Regions from separate parts of the Mus musculus genome. Here regions 2 and 3 are each linked to region 1. A link is a contact called in public HiChIP or PLAC-seq data. All regions are on one chromosome and are shown on one strand. The core of a region is the stretch at or near the end of the contact, and the rest is flanking DNA. Distances in the headings are between cores, read along the strand shown.

What was found. HiChIP or PLAC-seq counts read pairs in DNA pulled down with a chosen protein or histone mark.
Region 2: a contact with region 1 is called in an H3K27ac HiChIP or PLAC-seq map of epiblast stem cells. The contact joins the promoter of Ckap2l here to the promoter of Anapc1 in region 1. A contact is called at or near these places in 1 of 39 promoter capture datasets (embryonic stem cells), 3 of 484 Hi-C or Micro-C datasets (CD4 T cells, embryonic stem cells and neural progenitor cells), 3 of 115 datasets of contacts at active chromatin or transcription factors (astrocytes, epiblast stem cells and large pre-B cells) and 1 of 9 other capture datasets (embryonic stem cells).
Region 3: a contact with region 1 is called in an H3K4me3 HiChIP or PLAC-seq map of bone marrow-derived macrophages, with 5 times the contacts expected there. The contact joins the enhancer-like site here to the promoter of Anapc1 in region 1. A contact is called at or near these places in 2 of 39 promoter capture datasets (the 3T3-L1 cell line and the C10 cell line), 1 of 15 datasets of contacts at CTCF or cohesin (large pre-B cells), 2 of 484 Hi-C or Micro-C datasets (both in cortical neurons) and 2 of 115 datasets of contacts at active chromatin or transcription factors (bone marrow-derived macrophages and embryonic stem cells).

Annotation. Positions count from the first base shown.
Region 1 is chr2:128,686,062-128,689,252 of GRCm38.p6, forward strand. It overlaps Anapc1 (anaphase promoting complex subunit 1), which reads right to left and starts at 1,334. Exons shown (of 48, transcript NM_008569.2): 1 at 1,092-1,334. Gm39931 (a long non-coding RNA gene) reads right to left here. Exons shown (of 5, transcript XR_001783466.2): 5 at 1,756-1,958.
Region 2 is chr2:129,295,832-129,298,754 of GRCm38.p6, forward strand. It overlaps Ckap2l (cytoskeleton associated protein 2-like), which reads right to left and starts at 1,381. Exons shown (of 9, transcript NM_181589.3): 1 at 1,274-1,381; 2 at 483-549. The coding sequence starts at 1,310. Gm14023 (predicted gene 14023) reads left to right here and starts at 1,539. Exons shown (of 5, transcript NR_040371.1): 1 at 1,539-1,571.
Region 3 is chr2:129,470,650-129,473,803 of GRCm38.p6, forward strand. It overlaps F830045P16Rik (RIKEN cDNA F830045P16 gene), which reads right to left. Exons shown (of 7, transcript NM_177653.3): 3 at 1,986-2,300. Among named protein-coding and RNA genes, the nearest start is that of Gm14040, 44 kb to the right of the region's middle. Within about 2 kb of position 1,477, at least 1 of the 459 cell types and tissues checked has an H3K27ac peak or open chromatin away from gene starts, as enhancers often do. A contact at or near this core is called in bone marrow-derived macrophages, where this site is marked.

The DNA of each region.
Region 1 (3,191 bases), core at 84-2,583:
TGTGTGAATCCAAACGCATTCTTGTCAGCCTTCTAGTCAAAACTAAGTTATTACTACAGAGACCCGAGTGGAGCTAGGTCAGAAACATGGGGATCCACCTCACAGACATTTCGACACACGGCATGTAAAGATAACTAACATTCAAACATTCTGTGGCATAGTATGTGCCTTTTTGTCTCTGAGGAAACCTCTACAACAGCATTTGTTAGCAGCACTATAACCCTCAGTGTTTGAAATGGCACTTAAGAATAACAACTGCTAACTAAATTTGACTTGAAGCTCTCATCTAAAGTCTTGTTGGCATCATTTTTTTTAACAATCTGAAAGCCTCTAGTTTATACGAAGCCCTCTATAGCTACAAAATCTTCCTTGCTGTGACTTAAACGTCATTCCTGAAATGATTACGCCAAAAAACAGGCCCAAGTTTCTTTTTCACCTCCTAGAAATAAAATCAATATTGAGAACAGAACTTGAAAAACACATATGCCTTATGAAAAGTAGGGGCTTATCAAAATGTGGCTGGCCTTTCCAAATTCTATTCAACAAAGCAGTCAACATTAAAGAACTTGCAACTTTACCCGACGTTTCCTCATGCAAACATGCAATGTCATTCCCTTTTAGCTTAAAACGAACCTACAGGATAACTTTTTATAGCATCATTTTCTCAGTTAGATGCCTTTTAACCCAAAGACATCATACTTAATACTTTTACAGTTCTCCAAAAGTTGTTAAACGTGTTATTCGTTACAGGCCACATAAAAGCATTGAGTTGACATGCTAGAAATAAAACTGTCATTACTGGTTACTAGGAACATATGCAAACAGCGGGACCCTGAGCTGGGTCTCTACAAAAACAGGCTTTCCGTGCTTTTGAGTGAACCGCGCCACGGCGTAGCGGCCGGAGCATCGGCTCATGGCGCGTCGGGCCAACCCGGAAAGCCCAGTCTGATACTGGGGTTCCTCTCACCCCAGCAGGAGCTCAAGGCCAGCCCCGGGGCGCTCAGCCCTTGGGGCACCCGGTGCAGCGAAATTCCAACACCAAGTCGCAGCGATGCGCGACCCGGCCCGGCCCGACCCGGCCCGGCCCGCACCTGAATAACTCGGGACGCGTCAGGCGCTTGCGAGCCCCGGCTGCTCCCCGGAGGCACAAGGGCCGCGAAGGCCCGAGAGCAGCGACAGGACCGTCACGATGACTCCTCACCGCCCCAGTTTCTCATCCCTTTTCCCTCCCGGATGCCGGAGGAAGAATGGGCGGCAGCGGGACACCAAAGACTTGCGAACAACTCAAATGGCTGGAGCCATCTTGGATTTCCCGACCTGCCTCGCGCCAGGGCAGAGCCAGGCTGGGGACGCGCGGCAGCGGAGAGGACCTAGCGCCTGCGCAGTTGAAAAAGGTGTCTGTGCAAGTGCCTATAGCGAAGGCGGTCACTTAACGACGTTACCTCTTTAACAAACCAAATCTCTAAGATCCTGAACTACCTTCTCAATTGAGCTAAGTTAGGTAATTTTTTTTCCCAGCTGGTTGAGTTTCCTTCTCATCTCAAAAGGGGATGTGTGCCTCCTGGCTGATGAATGGGAGCGGAAGGGAGACCACTCATTTTCTCAGGATTGCATGGAAAATTCTCTACCCGGAAATCACACACCCCCACCCAAGATGGGCTTTAGTCCGTTAACTGTTCGTCATCGCTAAGAAAAAAAAAAAAAAAAAAAAAAAAATGGTGAGGCCTATCATAGCCTAAAGAATAAAGAGTTCCAGTCCATTTCTTTGCTCCAAAATTCAGTTTGTTGGAATTTGATAACTTCACTGTAATTGTCTATTGTGATACACATTTATTTTAGTTCATTCTCATCCCTTTTCTTGGAACGCCATCCTTCAGAGCTTGAAGCTGCACTGCAACAGGAAGGCTTGCTCTTAGAACTTGGTGAGCGGAATGCCTGCTTAGCTGAAATTCGCTTGCCTGGATAATCAAAAACAGTCAAATTAACACATATTCCACATGCTCTGCTCCGACCTCTTGATTCCTCCCCGCAAAACCTCCCTATCCTACAAAGGCCTTTCTATCACACACTAGGCTATCTGGAAGAACAAACAGAAGAAAACCCAACAAGGAGCACACGTAAGTGGCCTGTCAATCTCACTGCTTCCATTCTCTACCCTCTACCTCTTGCCCCATCACACAGTTTGTCTACAACCCCATCAACCCTACCAGGAGTCACTTGGACTAGGATACCCCACTCTCCACTGTGTTCTGAGCAACCAAGCCATTGTCATTCTCCTTGAGTCTATGATATCTTCTGCCACTGCCAGCCTAGGATGAGGGAGATGGGGATTGCCTTCTGAAGAGGCCGTACTTAGAAACCCAAACCGATAGGGAACAAACTGGTCGGTGAATGAAAACAAGGACGTGACCACTCCTAGATATGGTTGAGGAGGTTTTTATTGTAGATATTGAGGAATTGGGAGGAGTTGGGCTACAGCTCTTCTCTGCCGGGTGTCCTTGGTAAAATTACAATTATCGCATCTCTGGTTGTAAGGTATAGAAACAAAATGGCTTTTTGCTGGCTATAGAGAACAAAGAGCTTCTTTCCAGCTGTATTTTTAGAGATCAGGGAAAACAAACTTGGGGGAATGTTTTAGGGGCTTTACCTCCCAGGGAGAAACGCTCTAAGTCGGGGTCTCAGAATATGAGGGAGAGAACAGCCAGAGGTTCCTGGAAGAGTCTGGACTGAACACAAGCAGCAGAATAGACCAGGCCATGAGAGGATTGAGGAGGAAAAGGGGACAAGAGAGAAAGAAAAGAGAGAAGCCCAAGCAAAGCAAAAGAGATCCAAGAGCAAAGCCAAGAGGACCAAGGGAATGAAGACCAAGAGAAAAGCCAGAAATCAAGACAACCTGTGGCCAAAATGGCTGGGGTTATATAAGGAGGAGTCGGGAGGTTGGGGGAAAGGAGGCTAACTGTGGAGCTAGAGAGGTTTAGGATTGGGGTGGGTGGATGAGAAGTGCTGAGAGGAGCCAGGCACTAGTGGTGCTGGGAGAGCCTGATATGTTAATAGGCACCTCAGTTAACCATTTGTCCTGAATTCCTTTGGGACCTAACAGCCAATAAGAACAAAACAGGAAGGAGACCCTTGTATGTTGTCCTTTTTTTTTTCTCTCTCTCTCTTTCCTGTAGACTGTTCTATTGAATTTT
Region 2 (2,923 bases), core at 131-2,630, 610 kb after region 1:
TCAAATACATGCCCAGGGAACACCAAAGGACAAGTTGGGAGGACGCTGGCATGCCACTGTTGTGGACTGACCATAACCAACTCTCCTGTCTTCGTAAGCACACACCATAGAAATGCCCTCCAGTTTCTTGATCAAAATCTGCGCTGCTGGGAACCAACTTTCCCAGGAGAAAGAAGGAACCAGAAGAGCTTCCAGAGATGTGGGTAACAGTGTAGTGTAGAGCCTTCCTTCCTTTGGAGACTGTTAGGAAAAAAAATGCTTAAATTTCTGCCAATAGACAGCACTGCCTAGGGGTTGCTGGTTTTTTGTTTTGTTTTGTTTTTTAAGTCATGCCTGAAATCAAGGACTGAAATGCTCCTTTTGTTATTACAGGATTCACCATGATGCAAGTCAAACAGACTGGAAACAGAAGGGCTGGTCCGTTCATTGCTGTTAGCAACCGGGGCAACAAAGCCAGTGTAACTATGGGAAGGTAAACTCACTTGGCGTTGGGGTCCTTTAGCTTTCCCTTGGCTGCCAGGTACTCCTGGAGCTTCTGCCACCGTTCTTCTGTAAAACATGGACACGAGCAAACACCAAAAACATTACAGAAAACCCTTTATATCTTTAAATATGATACTTCCCTGTAGCTATTTTGGCTTTGATAAAGTCACCAGTCCTGTTATGCTTGCTTTCAATACCAACGGTATCAGCCTGGTGCCAAGCTCTTTACTAAGCTGTTTACACTAACCATCAATCCTATGAGGTATTTGGCTGTTTGAAACTCAGATGAAGTGACAGGCTTAAATTTACCCACTAATGTGCAGCAAAGCCAGGATTTGGAATCAAGACTTTTTTTTTTAACCCTTGAGTTACAAATTGTGTGCCTAGGACGGTGCGCAGAACCGCAGGCCCATAAGTGAGGACAGAGTGTGCATCTCAAAGGTGACACGGGGGAGGGGCATACTGGAGAGGTAGAAAGGGCTCCAGGTCCCTCGGAGGCCAGGGTTCACAGCATCCTTAAGCCTCAGCCCACAGTTTATCAATCAACCTCCAGACAGCGCACATTTTATCAGTGAACCTGCAGAGACTCGGACTGGGGCCGAACCTGCCACCTGACTGCTGTCAAAGTTCTGGCCATAACTAGCAATGCAGGGGTGTCCCCCTGCGGCAACGGAGCGCGCCGCTCCTCGCCGTGGCCCGGGTCCAGCGTCCTTAACCTAACTGAGCTCGGGGGAGACTGAAGCAGGCGGGGGAGGCCTGGCAGCTTCTGGAGGCTGCCGACCACACTTACCCGCGGCTGCGCTGGCAGTGGGGCCGGGCCCCACCATGGCTCTACGGCGACAGTTTCTTCCTTCAAAGGGCGCGCCTTGTTCTAGTACGAGAACCGGGCGCCCGTCTGGACGCTCCTATTGGCTTCCGCGACTTTGAAATTCGCCAATAAAAAGACGGAGAGGGCGGGATAACAGGAAATGGACATTCGGCGATTCCCACTGGGGACCTCCCCTGAGGCTCTGCGATTGGAGAGTTTCTGAGAAGGCCCGCCCTATGGCTAGGTCACTTCCGCAGCGGTGCCTCTGAGGTGGGAGCTGGTGGGTGATGCTGGCTGGCGGAGGAGTGGCTCTAATTGTAGCCAAATTTGGGTTAAGGACGGTTGTGACAGTTGAAGAAACGGGGAGAAACAAGCCGGAGCCTAAGTCTCTGTGCTATCAGTTAGGCTGGCTTTGGCTGCAAATAATAGCATGCCAAACGAAAATGGTCCGTATCAGTTATTGTTCTCATTCTTGTAGCCGAATACCGGACAGAAACAACATAACTCCGTGTAGTCCCTGAGCAGCTCGCGGGAGCTGTCAAAATGGCGCAATCTGTCAAAAGTGTCTCAAGGGAAGGGCATCCTAAGACACAGGAGCTCAGGAGCCACACAGCTCTGAGGTGGGACAGTGTCCCCTTGGAAAGGCACCCTGAGACTCGGAAACCCAGAAACCACAGAGCTCTGAGGGTCAGAAGGTATTCCTGTGGAAGGACACCCTGAGACATCAGAGCCGGGGAACCACACAGCTTTGAGAGGAAGCCTCGTCAGCTGAGGCAGTGCAGTTCCCAGGGGAGGGTATCTCCAGCTCAGCCCAGGAGCTCAGGAGCCTCTGCCCCGCTCCACTTCTTTGTTTCTTCCCTTCCTCTGTCAATTGCTTCTTGGCTTCTTCCAACGCGAAAGTCATATGAGGCAGCAAATCTCGTAAAAGATATTTATTGGAGAAGGATGTTATGGTGGGAAGAGAAAAGGGCAAGGGGTTAGAAGAGTTTTTAAAAGAATAACAAAGATTTCCTAATAGAAAATGTAAAGAACAGAATTATATAAATTTAAGAATGGAAATAAAACATGGAAACATAATAGTTTATTTAAACAGAAAAACATCTACAAGGTAAAGTTAAAATGCTAACAAAGGCCTGCTAGAAAGAAAAAAAAAATCATGAAGGAAAGAGAAGGAAAAGGTTATCACTGGCATACCTAAACATTATCAGGTGAGTGAAGGAGAATAAAAAAAAAATCACAAAAGTTTTTGCTTTTGTTTTTGTTTTTTAATATGATAAAAAGCGCTGAGATGGCTGGGGTAAGGAGCATGCAGTGCTCTGGCAGGCCACCAGAGTTGGTTCCCAGCACCCATATTACATAACACATCTGCCTGTAACTCTAGCTCCATAGGGTCTGACATCCCGACATCCACTTGTGTGACAAGACTTTCCCTGAGGAGATGTAACACATGGCTACTTACTGCAGACAGACAAAAGCTTGGATACCACCAAAGCTCAACACGTCTTATCGGGGCTATGTACAAGAATTTGGGTGAAGGGTTACTGCACATTTCAGGTGTTCAATTATTGTTTCTGTGAATTTCCAACCCCACTTTCTAAAATAGAGTCTATTACTCCTGATTCTGACTTTCTT
Region 3 (3,154 bases), core at 227-2,726, 780 kb after region 1:
AATCTGGCCAAATTCAAACATAAGCCTGTTCTTCCTCCAAGAGCTGGGGAGGGAGGCATGCAGAAGAGGAGCCTACACTATAAAGCCACAGGCCTGGGCTCTCAGCCATCACCGAAGTTTTAAGTATTTGATTGTGGGTGCTGAATAGTATAGACAGATATGATATTTCAAGAAAAGTAAATACCTTCCAATAGGATTTGAGAAGCGTTTTGTGACAATGCTAAGGTCTACATTCTCAGGTGACAAAGAGAGACATACAGAAACACCATGTTTAGTTTGTAATCTGACAGCTGCATTGTAAGTCTAGTGCTGCTGGCTGTCACTCATATCAGAGCCCGTGCCACCTTCCAGCTCTCAAAGTGTGAGATAACAATCAGTGGAAACACTTCTACCCAGTAAGTGCTCCATGGCTGATATGCAGTAAGTGCTCCATGGCTGCTGATATGCAGTTAATGCTATGTGGGTGATATGCAGTAAGTGCTCCATGGCTGATATGCAGTAAGTGCTCCATAGCTAATATGCATTAGGTTCTCTGAGGATACTAACCAAACAGAACAGGCATGTGAGTAGATATACTTAGGAGCCAGGGTGTTGAGTAAAGGGATTTGGGAAAGCTTGCCATAGCTACAAAGATATGTTAACATTAAATAGAAAAAGGCCTTGATGGAGAGAGAGAGACAGAGAGAGAGAGAGACAGAGACAGAGAGAGAGACAGAGAGAGACAGAGACAGAGACAGAGAGAGAGAGAGACCCTAGCAGACCCTGTGGTGTCTGTCACTGTTGATGCCATGCTGTCATGAGGTCCACCTTCAAGTGACAGTTAGATATATTGAGTGCAGGTGTAGGGGAAAAATAAGACAGAAAAGGAAATCCACAGTATGAACTAATTAGCAAGTCACATTTATATAAGTATGCATACATATATGATGGTCACAAAGAGATCGTGAAGTTGAAGGGGAATGGGGGATGTAGGAGGAGCTGGGGGAGGGGTGCGGAGTGGAAATGAAGTTAACGCAGCAGTCATGTATACACTTACAATAGAAATAAGATAAAAAAAATTGTAAAAATGATGCAACTTGCTTCCCATCAAAAGGCACCCATCCATTTGGAGTTTAGCACCCAGGTCTGTGTGTCCCATTGGATGGATAGTTCTCTTATTTCTATTGGACAACAGAAATGGGACCCAAAGAAATGTAAAGGTGAGTGAGATTATTACCTCTGAGAATTCTTACAGCAACCAGAAAAAGGCTGGTTCTGCCATAGGTCGAGATAGAAATCAAGGTGGAAGCTTGCTATGAGAATGGGCTGCCCAGCAAGCCCACATGCTGCCTTACCCCTGGCTTGTCTATGCCTTACCTATTACTCTATCTGTCTCTGACTGCACACCTGCATAAACGTGTCAGAGTATGAAGTATGTTTCTCTGGATCCCAGAAACAAGGAAGTTCTGGATTGCAATGTCACAGTGCCCTCTTGTGGGAGAAATACTACGAATCACGAACGTGTGAAATAGAGTAGAAACAGAAGAAATTACCATCAGGACCATGTGTGCATAGAAAAAAAAAAAAGTAAAATGAGGAGAAAGAAAGAGGTGACAAGAGGGTGTCACACCTATCTTGTGTGACTCTTTTTCCTGGCTCAGGGGGTCAGTAATTCTGGGTCTCTTCAAAGTTGATTTCTAGAAACATCCAGCTGAATTCACTGTCTTGATTAATTGCCTTCCCAGAAATTATTTGGAGCCCAGCTTAACTGTGGTAATTTCTTGCAACCAAGGGTTAAGGAGAAAATTTTGCAATATAATGAGGGCAGCAAAGGAGAGTCATTTCTTGGTGGAAGTATCTGAAAGAAGGGGCATACAGTGGGAGTGGCTCTTCAAGAGCATCCTCTCTGGGAAGGGGCTTCCTTTCTCCACGTTCATTAGGGGTTCCCGAGTCTCTAGCCCTTTAGCCACAATGCCCTGAGGACATGAAGGAAACAAGGCACTTACCTCTGATCTTCCTGGGAGCTCCCAGGGTGATGCTGTTCTTAACTGGAGGCTGGTCATCCTGGATCACCCAGCAGACAAAGTCAGTCTTATTCAATATGGCATCTACCTGTAATGTGTGCTGTAGAGAGTAAGTCCCATCAGAGTTTCTGGTGGTCTGAGGAAGTTCCATGGTCGGGATCTTGTGCCCATTCTTAGTCCAGATGAGGTCCATGTTTTGGGGATAGAAGTGGTTTACATGGCAAGTCAGGTTCACTTTTTGATGCACATGATCTTGGATCTCTGGGTCTTCAGTGGTGATCTTCAGTGTTGGGATAACTAGACAGGAACAATAAGTAAGCCTAGGGAAAAATCTTGGCATTGACTTATCCACCTGTCTCAGGGTCACTCAGATTGATTGATTGATTGATTGATTTTTGATTGATTGATTGATTGGTTGGCTGGTTGGTGGAATCCTAAGAATTTCAAGGTGATCTTGGACTCATTATATAGACAGGATGATCCTGAACATCATATCCTTCTGCCTCCACTACGATATTTCTTCAGCCCCCCTTTTCTTGTCTTATAATCCAGCCAGTCTAATTTGTGCTGCCTACATCCTCATGGATGTGGGACACTGGAACATGCTTGACCTATCAGGCCCATGCCCTTCAAGAAAACTCACTCTCATTTCTTCAGAATCAAGCTGTCAGGATCTCTACAGCTATGGGGCAGGACCTTCTGAGGACCTTCATCCTTGAATGTCAAGTGGCTTCAACTTGTGCAATTCCTGAACAGTTAGTTACTCTGAGTTCATGAGTGAAGAGAGATCATGAGGTCACTTGTTTTTTTAAATGAACAATTTCTATATGTTTGGTGCAAGACAAATAGGGACAAGAATAAATACTCATGAAACATAGCTGGAGACACATGGGTATCTAATCTGATCTGAGTTTTCAATATTCCATATCATGATATATAATTGCAAGAATTATTAAGGTGAATTGCCCCACAGGACCAGGTACTCTCCAAGCACAGCACCTGTAGCAGTGCCTGGCACATTAGCTGTTCATTATTCATTGAGTAAATTACTCAATACTGAATGTTTCCCAGAGCTCAGGACCTTATTTATAGAAGACAAGCACTCCACCACTGAAGTGCATCCTCGGCTCTCTTTCACTTATTTTGTTTTG